Regions from separate parts of the Mus musculus genome. Here all the other regions are linked to region 6. Evidence: chromatin contacts called from public promoter capture Hi-C data. All regions are on one chromosome and are shown on one strand. Each heading gives the region's core, a stretch centred on a gene start, on an enhancer-like site or on the middle of the called end of the contact. The rest is flanking DNA. Distances are from core to core; before and after follow the strand shown. Region 1 holds the start of Dusp18 (dual specificity phosphatase 18). Region 2 holds the start of Tbc1d10a (TBC1 domain family, member 10a). Region 3 holds the start of Mtfp1 (mitochondrial fission process 1). Region 4 holds the start of Ccm2 (cerebral cavernous malformation 2). Region 5 holds the start of Tbrg4 (transforming growth factor beta regulated gene 4). Region 6 holds the start of Xbp1 (X-box binding protein 1).

The links. Promoter capture Hi-C pulls out the DNA fragments that hold promoters and counts their contacts.
Region 1: a promoter capture Hi-C map of embryonic stem cells shows a contact between it and region 6, with 4 times the contacts expected there. The contact joins the promoter of Dusp18 here to the promoter of Xbp1 in region 6. A contact is called at or near these places in 2 of 39 promoter capture datasets (embryonic stem cells and liver).
Region 2: a promoter capture Hi-C map of liver shows a contact between it and region 6, with 5 times the contacts expected there. The contact joins the promoter of Tbc1d10a here to the promoter of Xbp1 in region 6. A contact is called at or near these places in 5 of 39 promoter capture datasets (embryonic stem cells, erythroid cells, liver and 1 more).
Region 3: a contact with region 6 is called in a promoter capture Hi-C map of liver, with 5 times the contacts expected there. The contact joins the promoter of Mtfp1 here to the promoter of Xbp1 in region 6. A contact is called at or near these places in 3 of 39 promoter capture datasets (liver and pre-B cells) and 1 of 115 datasets of contacts at active chromatin or transcription factors (astrocytes).
Region 4: a contact with region 6 is called in a promoter capture Hi-C map of pre-B cells, with 3 times the contacts expected there. The contact joins the promoter of Ccm2 here to the promoter of Xbp1 in region 6. A contact is called at or near these places in 1 of 39 promoter capture datasets (pre-B cells) and 1 of 115 datasets of contacts at active chromatin or transcription factors (astrocytes).
Region 5: a contact with region 6 is called in a promoter capture Hi-C map of neutrophils, with 4 times the contacts expected there. The contact joins the promoter of Tbrg4 here to the promoter of Xbp1 in region 6. A contact is called at or near these places in 2 of 39 promoter capture datasets (neutrophils and pre-B cells) and 1 of 115 datasets of contacts at active chromatin or transcription factors (microglia).

The regions. Positions count from the first base shown.
Region 1 is chr11:3,893,555-3,896,516 of GRCm38.p6, forward strand. Dusp18 (dual specificity phosphatase 18) reads left to right here and starts at 1,686. Exons shown (of 2, transcript NM_173745.5): 1 at 1,686-1,963. It overlaps 4921536K21Rik (RIKEN cDNA 4921536K21 gene), which reads right to left and starts at 1,572. Exons shown (of 3, transcript NM_026150.3): 1 at 1,286-1,572. The coding sequence starts at 1,533.
Region 2 is chr11:4,185,562-4,188,261 of GRCm38.p6, forward strand. Tbc1d10a (TBC1 domain family, member 10a) reads left to right here and starts at 1,272. Exons shown (of 9, transcript NM_134023.1): 1 at 1,272-1,538. The coding sequence starts at 1,330.
Region 3 is chr11:4,094,166-4,097,047 of GRCm38.p6, forward strand. Mtfp1 (mitochondrial fission process 1) reads right to left here and starts at 1,266. Exons shown (of 4, transcript NM_026443.4): 1 at 1,051-1,266; 2 at 224-351. The coding sequence starts at 1,117. Gm51935 (a long non-coding RNA gene) reads left to right here. Exons shown (of 3, transcript XR_003949843.1): 3 at 489-577. Sec14l2 (SEC14-like lipid binding 2) reads right to left here. Exons shown (of 12, transcript NM_144520.2): 12 at 2,874-2,882.
Region 4 is chr11:6,545,437-6,548,420 of GRCm38.p6, forward strand. Ccm2 (cerebral cavernous malformation 2) reads left to right here and starts at 1,451. Exons shown (of 10, transcript NM_146014.3): 1 at 1,451-1,593. The coding sequence starts at 1,564. It also overlaps the pseudogene Gm24000.
Region 5 is chr11:6,624,752-6,627,451 of GRCm38.p6, forward strand. It overlaps Tbrg4 (transforming growth factor beta regulated gene 4), which reads right to left and starts at 1,316. Exons shown (of 12, transcript NM_134011.3): 1 at 1,214-1,316; 2 at 398-462.
Region 6 is chr11:5,519,203-5,522,138 of GRCm38.p6, forward strand. Xbp1 (X-box binding protein 1) reads left to right here and starts at 1,439. Exons shown (of 6, transcript NM_001271730.1): 1 at 1,439-1,998; 2 at 2,721-2,817. The coding sequence starts at 1,793.

The DNA.
Region 1 (2,962 bases), core at 436-2,935, 1.6 Mb before region 6:
TTGGTTTGCTGCTCCGACTTCTGTTTGGTTTGTTGTTGTTGATGTTGCTTAGTTTATTTTACTTTTGAAATGATTGGCAAACCACTCTAAAGGAAACCAGGGAAATGACATACGTGCTGGTGAAGTATTTCTGAATACAGATTCCCAAACAAACAATAGCAAAAAGGGAAGAACCACACATGAATTGACTGAAACAGAAATGGCTGTCTGATACACACAGGAACAGAAGGAATACAAATAACAACTTATACTAAACTCAGTCTCTATTGGTTAGCACATCAGAATAAGATCATCATAAAATACATTCATAGTCAGACAAAACAAAAACAAAACAAAAACAAAAAAACAGAAAACACCACCACCACCAAACCCAACAAACAAAAAGATGTATATTTTGTGACAAGGTCTCGTGTATCCAGGCTGGCCTAGAACTCCCTCTTGAACTGAGAGTGACCTTGAATTTCCAATCCTCCTGCCTCCAGCACCTGAGTGCTTGATTACAATCGTGTGCAACCACGTTCAGTTAAGAAGAAAACAAAGCACCTTTAGGGGGATTCTAATAACGTTCTCCAGTTCATTTTCCTATGAGTTAGGAACAACTGTGGTCAGGCTGTGCTTGCTAATACAAAGGAACGAACATTGAAAGCTACCCAGTTCCACTTTTCTGGTTTTTATGCAGGATGACTCAACATACCCAGGTGCGGATGGGAAGACAGAGTCAACGGTCAGGAATTTACACACAAGTCTAAGTCCTATTTTCAACCAAAAAGAGACTAAATATTTAAAGACCCTCTTTACTTAGTGATGCACCAAATTTATCAAGTAATAAATACTGGTCATTTTTGAAACAAATTGTGTTTCCATAATAAATCCTCTGTAGGACTTGTTACATCCTTGGCTGATGCCGGTTGAAGAAGGGGGACAGGATTGGAGTCAAACATTGGGGAACTGAAGGCTTTTCAAGGACGCTGGAGAATGGGAAGGCCTGGAGTTGCCAAGTCGATTGGAGCCTGAGACCAATTGCAGACGTCAAGCCTACACTACGCCAGGGTCAGGATTCATTCGGAAGGCTAGAAACGGGACAGTGCCTTCGGCCCAGAAAACGGGCTTCTGAAGGTCCTACGGGTTGGCCTGAGTCTGAAAAATCCTGCGATCGGAGACATTGCTGCGATCAGAGGAACATCTAAGGGCGGAGGTTGGGGGGGGGACACGGCTGGAACAAAGTGAGTCGGATTCCCTTACGGGGTCCCGGGTCTGACAACTGCTTTGTATACCCGAGCCACACCTGAATAACAACTTGGGGAGTGGGGACCGCGGCCGCAGGAAGTAGATCTGTGGTTGGACGTGGAGGCCAAGATCCGGCTGGCTGTCCAGTCTCTCGCGCCGGAAGTTCGAACCAGAAGCGGTAGTCTCTTCGGTACCTTTCCTGTAATCCGAGCCCAAGTCCCATTTGACTGAAGGCCTTCTGGGCTGTGTAGCGGTCTCTGACTGGCTAGAGAGCGACTCAGGAAAGCTAGCAAGACCTAAAACCATGGTGGAAAGACACGCGGTCGCAGAGCAACTATCTACACTGGAGTGCGTTGCCTGGGAGACAACCGGCAAGCAGACCGCGTGACAGTCTTTAGGCGTTCTTTGTGAGGCTCTGTTGGGCGTGTTGCCTAGGAGACGAAGGGTGAGTGGGCGGGGCGTGCAGGCGGTGGGTGTAGCAATGGTCCTTCTGGCTACTTGGCGCATTTCTGTGAAGACAGGCAGCCCACCCAGCTTTTCCCAAACGCCTGGGAACTGCGTAGTCCTTCGAGGTACAGAATCAGTCGCGGGGTCCCCCTAAGCCCCGAACTGCCCATTGTTCCGCGAGGAGAAGCCGTTGCTACCAAGGTCCGGAATCATGAAGGGCCCTCTCTTTCTTGGAGAGGGTCGTCCGCGGCTCTGCCCTGAAAGATTTCGGGGGCACTGAGGGAAGGAGGTAAGATTGTTTGAGTCTTGTCACCACGTAGAGAGGCCAAGCTTCCTAGGCTTGTTGTGGCACCTTCCACTCATCTACTTGTGGACTCTGTTCCACGTTTATAACCCAGAATTTAACCAGCGCCCCACCTATATTTGCCAACTTTCTCCAGAAAGTGTAATCCACCAGAAATATCAGCCTTCAGAACTTGCTGTCTAATGATGAACAAAACTGGTTTTCCTCGAGTCTCAGGTTTCACGGCTACAAATTAACTAGATGCCAAAAGCCTGGTTGGTTGTAAAATGTAAAAAATGGAGATGACGTTTCTGTTTCCTCTCCTCCCCTCTCCCCCCCCCTCCCCCTCCCCCTCTTGAAACTCTTGAAAGAGTTCCAGTAGTCTGGTCAGGAACACCACATCTTGCTTCAGCTTCCAGGTCTGCTCTACCATGTCCTACTGTCTGTGATCGCTTCTTACTATCTTTGCAACTCTATAACAAATGCCTTTATTTGTCATTCCCACAAGCTTTGCATTTTAACTTTACCTCTGAAGGGACTGAAGAGAGCAGAAACAAAACCAAATGTCACTTGGAAGTCACATTCCTTGGAAGGCAGGAACAGGGAGACAGAACAGTGGAAAAATAACTGATTGGCCTGAGGTTACCTGAATGACTTTTCATTCTGAGAGGATAAGTTAGGCCATGACCTTATGCTAGCTGAAACTGGCCTGCCTGGGAAATCCTGATTTCTCAAAGGTTAATTTTAAGAAAACAGCTTTGTTTCTGTGACAAGGAAAAAATTAAATCAAAACAAACAAACAAAAAACCCTGTAGTTTGTTTCCTCAGCTCTTTGTTGGGGGGCAGGACCCATAAAGCAAGGGCCCCACCTTTCTCTTCTACCTCCTGAATGCTGCAGTTCCAGGTGACCATCACCAAGGCTCTTTTCTACTTGCTCTCAGTTGACTTTGAGGTCATTAATGTTGGAAGTCACACAGCTGAGCAGAGAACATGAGTTTCCACTAG
Region 2 (2,700 bases), core at 22-2,521, 1.3 Mb before region 6:
GGCTGCCCTGGAACTCACTTTGTAGACCAGGCTGGCCTCAAACTCAGAAATCTGCCTGCCTCTGCCTCCCGAGTGCTGGGATAAAAACCACCACGCCCAGCTTTGTACTTTTTTTTTTTTTTTTTTTTTTGAGATAGGATTTTTATTTGTAGCCCAGTCAGTCTGTCCGGAACTTGTAAACTGTTTTAGCCTACAGAGTACAGGCATCTGTTATCATGCCTAATTTATCTTTAATTTTTATGTATTTGTGCATGTGTAGGTGTGTCGGTGGGGTGATGGAATTTAAATATAGGAAGTATGTATATACCTTAAATAGATGGAAGTGGTGGTATGCTAACCATATTTCAATAAAACTATTGGGGAGTCAGGCAGGATAGCCCACATCTGTAATCCCAGCACTTGGGAGACAGGGAGGGCCCTAGACTACATAGTAAAGTCAAAGCCACTTTGGAGACCCTATCTCAAAGAAAAACAATACAAATCAACCCTCACCAGAAAGGTGTTGGGAAGAAAAAGGTAGAGCTTAGGTCTGATATATATATATGTGTGTGTGTGTGTGTGTGTGTGTGTGTGTGTATGTGTATATATATATATATATATATATATATATATATATAATTTGGTTTTGGGTTTTGGTTTTTCGAGACAGTGTTTCTCTGTGTAGCCCTGGCTGTCCTGGAACTAACTCTGCAGACCAGGCTGGCCTCGAACTCAGAAATTCGCCTGCCTCTGCCTCCCAAGTGCTGAGATTAAATTAAAGGCGTGAGCCATCTTGCCCGGCTGTTCTGTATTATTCTTATAGGGTCTCCCACGAGCTAATTTGCATCCCCCTAAGCAGAACAGCCAGGTGGTTCAGATCCCTAAGCCCACTTGCGTCTCATCACTGTTCTTGAAAATGACCTGGCGAAGTAGCGCTACCCACGACCCTGTTTCCCATGGAGGCAGAGACCTTAGGACCTCTAGGGAAGCCCTAGACCTTCTGCCAGAGAGCAGCAGCAGGTGACACACCAGCTCCGGGCCAACCCGGAAAAGCCAGACGAGCTAGTCCAGGTGAGTTTTTGTGATTGGCAGCCAGGGAAGGCGGGCCCTTGGTGACGGTTGTCCCGCCCCCTCACGTCGGTCCACTTGGCGCCAGGCTGGAGGAGGGGCGAGGCTCGGGACCCTCGGCACCCATTGGGCGCGTGGTGGGAGCTCCCTGGGTATCCGCCCCCAGCTTTGTGGCAGCCAATGGGCACAGTGCGTGGGAGGGGCGTCGGCAGCGTCGGCGGAGGCCGGGCGGCTCAGGCGGCTGAGGTGGCCGCTGGCGCTCTGGTGGCGGGCGCGGCCGATATGGCGAAAAGCAGCAGAGAGAATGGGCCGCGCGAGCCCGCAGCAGGCGGGAGCCTGTCTGGGACCCGGGAAAGCCTGGCCCAGGGCCCCGACGCCGCCACCGCCGACGAGCTGAGCTCGCTCGGCTCCGACTCGGAGGCCAACGGCTTCGCCGAGCGCCGCATCGACAAGTTCGGATTCATCGTGGGTTCGCAGGGCGCCGAGGGCGCGTGAGTAGCTCTGGGGTCTGGGCCGGGCGCGGGACCAGCACAGGCGTGGGCCTGACCCACCAACGTGTCTCCACTGTCCCAACCCCACAGATACGCCGCAAGCGGCAGCCTACTTTCTACCTACGAACAGAAAGGCCATTCCCTTCCTCCTGGTCTTCCCCAAACCGACTGATCCATACCCTCCAAGGAGAGTATCCCCGATGGGGGTTTCCCATCTCCAGCTCATAATCTCGCAGGTTACTCTGGCCTTAAAGCTTTGCCACCCCCTGACACGCGCACAGATGGCTGCCCCATACTTTGCCCACAGCTATTCTCCATCTCCCCCTACCCCACAGAATCCTTGTCTCGCCACCTCAGTATCGGCACCCCAGGAAATCTTAAGACTTCAGGACTCCGAGCTATTCCAGGTCGCGCTAACCCTTACCTCCAGACACATATCTCAGAAGGATTGACACTGGCCAGCCCCCTCCCAGAGGGTCCCATCTTGACTCCCAGTTTCTTTTCATCATGGAAAGGTCTCTCCTCATTACACACCCTCTGCCAAAAGGCAGCTTTGTCCATTGTCACAGGCAACAGGTGGGCCGACACTCCTTCCCAGTAGTTATAGGGCACCTCAACTCTAGGACTCCCCTGTCAGCTTCATCACAGGGGAGCCAGCCAGTAGACTCCCAGGCTGCCGTGTTTATGTCCTTCCTTCCCAAATCCAGATCTAGGACTGGAGAAGGAGGGAGACAGCACCCCACCCTTGAGCTACCAGGTACCCAGCTTTCCATTAGAGAAAGCTGAGGCAGGAGTAACACCTTCCCTCCAAGCTGAGCATGTTGGGCTACAGATTTGTACACAGCAGAACCCCTAGAAGCCCGCCCTCCCAGAGACTGCGGATGCGATCTGGTGGTCTCTTCAGGAAGATGGCCTCTAGATCCTGCTTTCATTCCACTTGTCTTGTGATAGGAGACTAGCGCCATACCCAGAACTGACAAGCCTCCCTGTCATAGTGTACCTCCCAGTTTATAGAGCCTCACAGGCACCATGGAAGCCCTACGCCAGTATATATTCTCCCTCTCCTCTGACTGATTGTGACTGCCCAGGATGTCCCCAGCTGTTCTTGGGACTTACAGAAGTGCTTGATTATCTTAAGAACCCACTCCATGAAGCTGTCCCA
Region 3 (2,882 bases), core at 16-2,515, 1.4 Mb before region 6:
CTGTACTACATTCAGGGTTGGGGGTGATTTGCCCACATCCAGGAGAGGTACCAACTGTCACCTCCTACCCAAATGGTTTGGTCGGGTGGGGATGAACAATCCTACAAACAAGATTAGCTTATGGACTGCACTATGAGACGCTAACGGGGATAGGGCTGTCCCCACTGCAAGACTGCATACCACCCACACTAGGATGGGTTGGAAAGGGTTAATTAACACTCACCTCTCCTGCCTTCTTGCCTTTGTCTATGGCATCGGCCAGGACATAGGAGCTGGACACACCATAGCTCAACCACACCACAGCTGCAGGAACCAGCGAGCGGAAAGCCTCCCCCACCTCATTGGCGTAGCCTGGAGGGAAAAGGCATTTAACTCTCTGGCCCTTTCCACAAGGGGGCGCTACACAGAAAGCTGCTTCTAACCCTAACCTCTTAAACTACAGTGCGGCAGGTGACCTCAGTCAAGTAACTTTACCTTTTGGTTTCTAGGCCCGCGGACTGACACCGACAATGAAGTTCATGGCTCACTGATCAAAGTCCCCAGCCGTGGTTCTGGGGATCTGCACCAGGGAGGCGACCGGAGGCCACCGAATCACTGAGGGTGGGCTCCACTGACCAGTATCAAGTGCCAGGTCTTTTAAGGCCTTACCTCAGCCCGCTCTTACAGTCAGCACCCGACAGGAGTGCCTCGCATTCAGCCCTTTTTACAGAAGAGAAAACTGAAGCTTAGGAAGAGCCTGGGAAAGGCAGACTTGCTAGGAGTCCAGATCCTCTGACGCCATGGCTAGTGCACGGTCATGGCAGAGGGCAACCCACACACTCGGTTTGTGCCTCCAGAAGAGCCCCGTGGACAGATCTGAACCAACAGGGTTGTGTGACCTTGGACAAGTCCCTAGCCTTCTCCTGAGCCCTGTCTCCAGGCCAAGCCGAATAAGAACTAAGCCCCTTTTCAGACTCCAGATCGGCAACCCGGTCCATTGCTTCCCCCCCCCCCCCGCCCCCAGCCCCTCCGGAGTGGTGGGGTCGCTGCGTCTGTCACTCCCACGCTCACCCAGGTAGCGCACCCACGTGTCCCGGTAGAGGTCGCGCTCGGCGCCCTGCCGCTGCTGCTCCGACATGACTTCCCCGGCAAGGTTGGAGTCGCTGCAGATTAGAGTCTCACCACAACTGTGTCTCCACTAGCACTTGGCTAACACCAGGCAAGAACCCGCCAGTAGTCCGAGGCTGAAGGACGGGTCCCGCTATCGCTAACGCCACTGCAGGGAGTGTCTGAAAATTGCCTTATACAACATCCAAGCCCCTCTCCTAGGCTTGGGTTTTGCAGACAGATGGTCTTGTTTTCTCTGAGCAGTTAATGCAAAACTCTCCCAGACATGACTAGTTTTTGGAGTTAAATAGGTCAGAGTTCCAATCGGAGAATGGAATCTTCTTAGGTGTGCGGCTTCTAGGAAAGGTGTATTTCTCTGAGCCGCGGTTCGTGTGTAAATGGGAGGCGTGCCAACATTCACTGCCTTAGACAGTCGCAAGGACTAATTAATTATAACAGTCATCATGTGTCCAGTAGACTCAAGTTTGCTTCCTTAAGCTCTGGCACTAGCGTAGGGTCCTACTTTACAGTAGGGAAATAGAGACACAAAGAGGACAGCCACTCTCCTGACTCATGCAACTGTTAAAATGGAAAAGGGAGCTAGGGAGTTATTACAAGGGGCAAAAGCACTCTGAATCCTCTGGGATTTCAGAGGGGCAATGCTATGGCCCCTAGAGACAAATCCTACTTGGGCCGCCTAGTAGATGTAAGCCACTTACACACACACACACACACACACCGCCCCTCCCCCCACTCCCCACCCCGGTCCCAACGACCACGTCTGTAAAGCAAAATGGGTGAGAATGGAGAGATGGCTCAGTGGTTAAGAGCGCTTACAGCTCTTCCAGAGGGCCGGAGTTCCAGTCCCAGCATCTACACGGGTGTCTCACAGCCATCTGTAACTCCATCTCGGGGGAATCTGACACTTCTGGTTTCCACAGGCAGCACCCACCTCCCCCAAACACACACACCTATACATTCACACATGAGACACACAGATAAATTCAAATAAATATGGCCTTAAATCTCTTATAAGCCAGGCATGGTGTTGCATGCTTTCATCTCAGAATGTAGGAGGCAGAAACAGGTAGTATTATGTGCGTTCGAGACCAGCCCTGTCTACACAGGGAGTTTCAGGCCTGGTTGGAGGCTACACAGTACAAAAAATATCCAGCTAGGTAAGAACAGGGTCTTATCTAGCTTTGCACAGTTCTTTTAGCTTTTTTAGATCCGAAAGGTGTATACCGACTCCCTTCGGAAGCCAGTGTTTTCAGCCCGTGTCTTCTTGAAACTTGTGGGTCACCGGGGACTGAGCCCGGCGCGGGTGGGAAGGTAGAGTGCTGGAGCGGAATTAGGAGACGGTCCCTAAAGCCACGTGACGCTAACCCTCGGCCTCCCTCCCATTTAGTACCCGCTGCGCCGGTCACCGCGGGAGAACCGCCCAACCCGTCTGGAACCACCGAATGGGGCGGGGCCTCCGCCCTCACCGTGAAGGCTCTCGGGAGCATCCGAATGCCTTGAACAAAGATGGCGGACGACGCTCACCGGCTGAACCAATCGGAAGGCAACTTGTTAGGACTTCGGAGAACGTTGTCGCGAGAGGAGAGGAAAGGGACGTTACTGTCTCTCTGTGCGTGCCTGTGTCCGAGTGTCGTGAGAGTAGAGGGGAAAGGAACAGAACATGTGTGTGTGTGTGTGTAATTTTAGCCTGCTACTTGGCATCTGAAAATTTGGGGTCTAATGTAAGAGACCGCTAGGAAGCCGGCGATGGGCAATGAATTCTGCTCTTTGCTTTG
Region 4 (2,984 bases), core at 201-2,700, 1.0 Mb after region 6:
CACCATCTGTAACTCCAGCTCCAGGAGTTCTGACACCTTCACATAGATGCATATGCAGGCAAAACACAAATGAAAATAAAATAAAAATAATTTTAAAAAATCTATAACTTTACTCTGGCAGGGCCCGAATGCCCGTGCTCTTGTAATTTTTACCTTCCTGATGTACCAAGGGTAGGAGAGAATAAAGCTTTAAAATTTTACACACACACATTACACATAGTTTTGGCTTGGGTGTGAGATTAGTGAACATAGAGGCTTGGGTGGACCATAGGGTCCATAACTTTCCAGGGAACCCACAGCCATACCCTGTGAACTGCCTCTCAGCTATCATGTTTTAAATTTTATTTTCATTAAACATTTCTTCTTAGAGGTGTAGATCTGGAGGCGAAGGAAGTTGAACTTGAGCCTTAGAGCATGGATATGATGACCTGGCCATTGTGAACCCTGATTTCCTTATACCTTCCAGCTTCCCAAAAGCACCTTTGCATTTGTGTGTGGGTGGCTGAAGCCTAGATTAGAAACACCATAAACTCAGGAATGTGAATATCCATCAGAATGCTTTTTTTTTTTTTTTTTTTTTTTTTTTTTCGAGACAGGTTTTCTTTGTATAGTCCTGGAACTCACTCTGTAGACCAGGCTGGCCTCAAACTCAGAAATCCGCCTGCCAAATGCTGGGATTAAAGGCATGCGCCACCACTGCCCAGCCAGAATACTATCTTCAAGATGTTTTAGGACAACCCATACAGACAACAGGTTGCATACACTACCTAGAAGGTTGCTGTTGGCAGCTATTGTACATTTTTGGATTCTTTTATGAGACTCTGGTCCAACGGTTGATCCTGAACTCATTTTCCTGTCTCTAGCAGCCAGGTGCTATGATTACACAGGAGTGCGCCGCCACGCCCAGCCAGAATAGAAAGTTACTAGAAAAGGGTTTCCTTGTGGCTCAGAGTAAAAAGAGAGGGATGCCAAGTGGCAGCGCGCCCAGAACCCGGATTGGAGACTGACTCTGTCCCTTCCCAGGGGCATGTGGCCCGCCTCCCTAATCGCGAGGCAGGCTGGGAAGTCGGCCACCCTAAAGATGGCGGCAGAATTGAAAAGTTGGAGCCACTCCCGCGCGGCCCTGAAGGGTTCGGGAGAGCTAGGGATGGGGGGGGGGGTACTGGGGCGCCTTTCCAGAGGGGATGGGAAGGACTGGGGTAGGCAGGTGTGCTCCTCCCGCCCTGAGGAGGCATGGAGGGGCCCGGGGTGACCCTGGGTCTCTTCAGGGGCTTTGGGAAAAACAGGGAATCGCCCTTCTTGGTATCGCCCTCCTTGGGCCCAGCGAGTGCCTCTAGGCGGAAGTGCGGGAGCGCCGAGGCAGTGGGCGGGGCGTGAGGGGGCGGGGTCTCCGGAGTGGGCGGGCTCCCTAGGTCCGGAAGTGCGGGTGGGGCGCGGCCGGGGCGGAGACTGCGGGCGGGCCGGCGGCGCGGTGAGCGCGGGGGTGGCGGGCCCAGAGCGAGCATGTAGCGGCCGCTGGCAGTGGGGCTCCCGGGGCGGGCCGCGGGGGCCGCACGCGGCGACATGGAGGAGGAGGGCAAGAAGGGCAAGAAGGTGAGCGCTCACCGGCGCGTCCTGCCGCCGGGCCGGGGCGTGGGGTGGGGGTCCCTCGGGGTGGGCGGGCGGGCGGGCGGCTGAGCGGGCAGGGACAGCGGTCAGGTGGGCCTGCGGCTCCCGGAGGAAGTGCCGCGCCTTTCCGGTGGGGGCGTCCCCTTTGCCGCTCGCCCCCGGCCTGCTCCAGACGGCCTGTCAGGGGGCCCGCCTTCCCCGCGCGCCGGCCTGGGGCCACAAAGGAAGTGGGCCCAGTGAGGGGCCAGAAGGTGGCCTGGGCTGGAACTTGGGCCACTGGGCTGTGCCGTGACCGGCGAGGCTTTTGCTGCCCACTTGGCTTTGTTTTTGGATGTCCAGTAAAAGCAAAGATGGACTTAGCTTTTCGGCGGGTTCTCTCGTCGACTGTCGCTCCTATTTAATACCACTGAGTGATTTTAGTGACGTTATGTTTGGCAGTAAGATTTAGGACATGGTTCAAGAGGCTCCTTCGTTTCTGTAGTTTAAAAATGTGGCTTTAATTACAGGCTTGAGTAGTTGATAAAGAACATTTTAAGAAGCCTGGGAAGACCATGTGGGAATGAACCGCTTAAACTGCCTTTAAAGCGAAAAGTGGGCTTTGATAAAATGTATCCCTTTCAAATAAATGCTTTGCAATCTTCATGTTTGCCTGTCATTTTCATTTGATAAATGTGTGCACGTTGTGGACAAGTTTAAAACAGACTTTGATGTCCTAGCTCAGCACCACCCGGCCTCCTTGTAGCCTTTAATTGGCCACACCACTCACCACCTTGTTTTAGGAGGTGTCCCATTTTTCAGAAAGTCTTACTTGAAATAGAGTGGCCAGGTGGCCTTCAGGGAATCCAGGCCAGCAGCGCTGCCCCCACTTTCTTTTGTTTGAAGACAGAAAGTTGCACTTGTTATTTAGATGTCCTGTCAACTTGTTACCTCCAAAGATGGTTTAAAGCTGGGAAATGGGCCCAACAAAGCAATTCAGCCTACAAGTATAGAAGGGGTTTGAGCATTGTAAAAGGACTTAGCTAGAAAAGAGGGTGCTGTTGAGGAAGGACTTGGCCCAAGTGTGGCTGATGCTGAACCGTGCCAGCTGGTCTTTGCAATGCCAGTAGCCTACATCCCTGGAGACATTGTATTTGTCTCACACTCTAAGTGCCCTGTAAGACACCTGGCCCACGTTCTTGTTTGGGACAAATTGCCTGGCGGTTTATGTTGTCTTGTATATCATACCAGTTTGGGTAGAAGGCTGAGGAGCAGAGAGAGGCATTAAGACTTCCCCCTGAGCTTTTGGATCAGTAGCAAGACAATCTCTTTTTGTTTTGTTTTTCAAGACAGGGTTTCTCTGTGTATCCCTGGCTGTCCTGGAACTCACTCTGTAGACC
Region 5 (2,700 bases), core at 66-2,565, 1.1 Mb after region 6:
AGACTACAATTACTTTACATAGCTAAGGATGACCTTGAACTTCTCTATTCCTCTTGCGGCCACCTCCCAAGTGCTAACATTAAAGATAGCCAATCACTCCTGGTTTATTCAGTGCCGAAGATCAAATCTAGGCCTTTATGTGAGCTAGACAAGCAGTTCCAACTGAGTCACACCCCAGAACCCTTAAAGCAAAACTCACAAATTGAATCGATCACCGCAAACAAGCCCTAACACCACCCAGAGTCACCACCTTGCCAATCTTAATCCAACCCCTACAATACAGGCTCTGTTCCAACTACACTTCACACTTTTATCTCACAATGCAAAACTGGCTACTGCGTTCTCTGCCAATCACAGGGCACGGCATTGCCTTTTTCTAAGTCCTGCAAAATGTTACCTTTTTCGAGAACACGCTACATAACCACATGACGTTTCTTTCGGCAAGTCTGCCAGTCTTGTTCCCTAAGGTGAGATAGAACCAAATGAGACAAGTTACTGGACTTTGCTTCAACTAAAGGAGAAAACACCTCAATTTTTTCTGCTTCCGGGATTCGGGTATATAGCTAGCTTAATTTTACTGTTATGTGAACACATTACTGCAGCTGTAAAAAGATTAGCTTAATTATACTTACACGGAAATAAAATATGGTTCAGAAGGGGGACATCTGCCCAAACCCAATATCCATCACTTACTGAACCCAGACAGTAAAGAAGCGCTGGAGAGCCGGGCGTGGTGGTGCACGCCTTTAATCCCAGCACTTTGGAGGCAGAGGCAGGTGGATTTCTGAGTTCGAGGCCAGCCTGGTCTACAGAGTGAGTTCCAGGACAGCCAGGGCTACACAGAGAAACCCTGTCTCAAAAAACCAAAAAAAAAAAAAAAAAAAAAAAAAAAAAGCACTGGCAAACTACCGATTTTCAAGACCTGCGACTAAGTAAATATCGACCCTGAAACCTAAAATGCAGAAACACGAAAAGTGACTGGCAGGGGACGCCAAGGGTCACTGCGGGCAGCGGAGCTTCCCGGGATAGGCCTCGTGTCTACCGCGGGCCGAGGAGCGCGTGCGCAATCGCAGCCCGGAACCGAATTTGCAACCGAACAGCGCCCTTGGGGCACGGTGTCGAGAGTCCCTTTCCTGGCTCCCCCCACAACAGCCCCGCCGGTCCTTACTAACTGCTGCCCTTCCCAGCCACGCTTCCCGTCTCGGATACCCACGTTCAGAAACCCGGTCTCTCCAGGACGCCAGACTGCGGCGGCGATCACCCTCACTGACCTCCATCAGCCTACGGCCTCCACGCGGCCTGGCGCGCTCACTGACGTCACTGGCGCGCCGCCGGAAGCTAGGTGGCCCAGTGCTCCCGGACGGAGGCCACGCCCTCCGCCCCTTCCGCAGTCGCCATCTTTGTTGCGCTCAGGCTTCCGGTACTGGGAAGTGTAGTGAGATCCTGGTCGTGGGAAACGTAGACGGGAAGGAGAGGGTGAATTCTACACGGCAGGGCACGTCGGGCCAGAGTCTCCTACTTGTGCGGAGTTTGGGTAGCGACTCTGATGTCAGCCCGTTCTGCCCCACTCCCTTGGGCCTTTCACAGGTCCTGTAGGAGAGGCGTGAGTTGGGACCGCCGTGTTGACTTTGGGGTTCGGGGCGGGAAGGCATTGCCAGGTGTCGGGTAATTACAGAGAAGCGAGTTGTAGCTCCAGCTGAAGGTCTTTTCGGAAATGCAAGCAGTTTGTCTAGATTAAACAAGTAAAGGACATACCGTATACAACGGCACACCGATAAATTGCTGTAATCTCAGTAATGGAGGCAGGAGGCCGAGGGCTAGCCTGTACTACTGTGGAGGCCCTGCATCAAGAAGCAGAATAGCCGGGCGTGGTGGCACACACCTTAAAACCCCAGCCAGGAGACAGGAAAAAGGATCTTTGAGGTCGTGGCTAGCTTGGTCTACATACCAAGTTTAGGACAGCCGGGACGACCTGGAGAAGGCCCTGCCTTAGCGCACGGCAGGACTGAGGAGATAGTACAAAATGCTGGGTAGGATGGTTGGGAGGTGAGTTTTCCCAGTAATCCCAGTGCTAGGAAACCACAGACGGCATCTCTGGGACAAAGGTGTATGTGTGCATGAAGAGATCACAGGAAAACTTGGGGAAATTTGTTTCTTCCAATCATGTGGGATCTGGGAATTGAACTCACAGTCAAGTGGCCCCTAAACTAACTGTCTGTTTTCCTAGACAGCGTTTCTCCTTGTAGCCTTGGCTGTTTTGGAACTCGCTGTGTAGACCAGGCTGGTCTTGAACTCACAGAGATCCCCCTCCTTCTGCCTCTGGAGTGCAGGACAAAAGACATGCCCCACCCCCACCCCCAGGTCCCCACTAAGTTATCCTGCTGGCCCTAATTTTGTAGAAAGGAAAATTTAACTTAAAATTTTCCTTGAAAAATCTTTATGTTTGTAAGAGTGTATTACTTCTCTCCTTTGTGGCTAAAATCAAGCGTAAACGCTGGTTCTTGTTAATAAAAGATTGCTGAATTATCCAGGGAAGCTTCTCTTGCTTTAGCCTTACAGTAGCTAGCATTATATTGCCACACTAGCTTTACCTTGGTGGTTCTTGTTTAAGAGTCTCATGCTGAATTCAAAATTTAGCTCAAAAAGGTCAGAGATAATATAGATATAAAACTCCTAAGGGGAAACACATTTTTACTATCT
Region 6 (2,936 bases), core at 189-2,688:
TCAGGAGCCTAGCATAACTGTCTTCCGAGAGGCTTCATCCAGTAGCAGATGGAGACAGATGCAGAGACCCACAGCTAAGCATTGAGTTGAGCTGGGAGTCTTGTGGAAGAGATGGGAATAGAACTGAGCAGTGGAAGGGGGTCAAGGATGCCCCAAGGAGACATACAGAGTCAACTAACCTGGGACCATGGGGGCTCACAGAGCCTGGGCCACTGACAAGGAAACCTACAGGAGCTGAACTTATCCCCCCCACCCCCATCTGTAGCAAACGTGCAGCCTGGTCTGTATGTGGGTCCCCTAACAAGTGGAGTGGAGCTATCTTGGTCTCTGTTCCCTGCCATTGGATCCCCTCCGCCTCCCTGGACTGCCTGGTTGGGCCTCAATGGGAGATGTTGTACCTAGTCCTGCTGAGACTAGATGTCCCAGGGTAGGGTGGTATCAAAGAGGTATTCTCTAAGGAGAAGGGGAGGGAGCAATGGGGGGGGGGGATTTGTAAGGGTGGGACTAGGAAGAGGGGGCTATGATTGGGATATAAAGTGAATAAAAAATAAATTATTGGAAATAGGAAAAGGAAAAAAAATACTAATGTAGGGGTGGCTGTGTAGGTGAAAAACGCCCAGCACCCAGGTGAAAGGTTGGCAAGGCTGAGCCTGATCGTAACCCCAGTGGCAGAGAGCAGAGACAAGCAGACCATGGAGGTGTAATGGCCAGCCAGCATAGCCTCAGGGGCAAGCTTCAAGTGCACTGACTCTTATAAGGCGGAAAGCAATAGAAGAGTACACTCTCCCCCACCCCATCCCATCCCCTGAAACCTATTTCCACCCCCTCCTCACTCCCATTCCCTAATGAAAGGAATACTAAAGTCTGGAGGTATATATAGCTCAGTGGTATCTCTAGTTCCACAGTAAAGGGGAATAGTGGAGTGCTAGAGCATTAGGTTCTGGGGTCTGGCTCCAGCACAGCAAAACAAAGACAACAGTGATAAAAGCTCATACCAGAAGAGATCAGAAATAAGAAGAAAAACGAAACCACATGTATTCTCACTATGCAGACTTTATTTACTAATCCCTTACTACATGCTAGCCAAGGCTCTAGTGTTTTCTTTTAAAGTTATTAATTTATATCAATTAATTTATATGAAATAGGGTTTGATCTATAGCCCCAGCTGGCCTAGCTAGACCTCCCTATGTAGCCCAGGCTGCTCTCAAACTGGCAATAAAGTGCTGAGATTACAAGTGAGTACTACCCTGCTACATTTAGTTTTGCAATCATCTCATTTTCTAAAGACTCATTTTGTGAAAATTTCCCAGGTGTGTGTGTGTGTCCGCTAACCCTAAGCCGGATATGCCACCAGTTCAATTTTCTGCTGTACTGGGAAGTGGGGGGGGGGGGGGGACGGGACGGGGGACGTAGCGCCGGACATTAAAATGGGGTCGGGCTAGGGTAAAACCGTGAGACTCGGTCTGGAAATCTGGCCTGAGAGGACAGCCTGGCAATCCTCAGCCGGGGTGGGGACGTCTGCCGAAGATCCTTGGACTCCAGCAACCAGTGGTCGCCACCGTCCATCCACCCTAAGGCCCAGTTTGCACGGCGGAGAACAGCTGTGCAGCCACGCTGGACACTCACCCCGCCCGAGTTGAGCCCGCCCCCGGGACTACAGGACCAATAAGTGATGAATATACCCGCGCGTCACGGAGCACCGGCCAATCGCGGACGGCCACGACCCTAGAAAGGCTGGGCGCGGCAGGAGGCCACGGGGCGGTGGCGGCGCTGGCGTAGACGTTTCCTGGCTATGGTGGTGGTGGCAGCGGCGCCGAGCGCGGCCACGGCGGCCCCCAAAGTGCTACTCTTATCTGGCCAGCCCGCCTCCGGCGGCCGGGCGCTGCCGCTCATGGTACCCGGTCCGCGGGCAGCAGGGTCGGAGGCGAGCGGGACACCGCAGGCTCGCAAGCGGCAGCGGCTCACGCACCTGAGCCCGGAGGAGAAAGCGCTGCGGAGGTGGGCCCGGCGGGCAAGGCTGGGGCGCGGGGCGGCAGGACTGGGATTGGGACTCTCTCGTGTGTGCCAGCTGGTGGGCTCCGTACGGTGGGTTAGATTCACCTCTAGTGTCTAACCTGGGAAGCGGAGCTGAGGGGGATGCCCCTCCGAAGGTCTGCGTCGGGGGTGTGTGCAGGAGCTCCCGACACAGGCACAGAAGAAGGTGCCCGACGCCCAGTCCTCTGTAAATGCTCGCTCTTTGTGGTCGTAGGGTAGGAACCGCTCCAGCTGTCATTGCAGCCACTTGGGAACCCCACCCTGGGAACCGAGTCCACAGCGTCCGGCATCCCGAGAGTTTGGCTTGGGGAGGGACAGTTGGTAGCGTCCCCGCCGCCTTCACGGATATCGCTCTAGCAAGGAGCCTGTGGGACGGAATTGGACCCAGAAAGTAGCGGGGGAGGAGGGAAGAAGCATATGACGCAACGGGAATGTATCAGCCCGGTGGTAAAATGAGATCCGGGTGGACAGCCGCACGGGAGAGAATCAAGCAAGTCTTCAAGGCCTGTGGATAGAAAGCAGCGTGTGTATGCGTGTGCGTGTGCGTTTTGATAGGAGCTTTAAGCGTGTTTACTTGCTAAGCCTTATTCTGTAAAGTCAACGAAAGCACCAGCTGGCCACGTCTACAAATGAAGACACATGAAAGCTGGAGATGACTCAGTTATGTTCCCTGTCTCCTCCCCAAGGAAACTGAAAAACAGAGTAGCAGCGCAGACTGCTCGAGATAGAAAGAAAGCCCGGATGAGCGAGCTGGAGCAGCAAGTGGTGGATTTGGAAGAAGAGGTAAAGGGACTTCAGGCCATGCTTTCATCCCATCCATATCAGGGCCCATCCTAAACTGCTTCAGCCCTTTAGAATACAACCCAAAGTGCCATTTAAAGTTTAACCAGCCTAGCAGATAG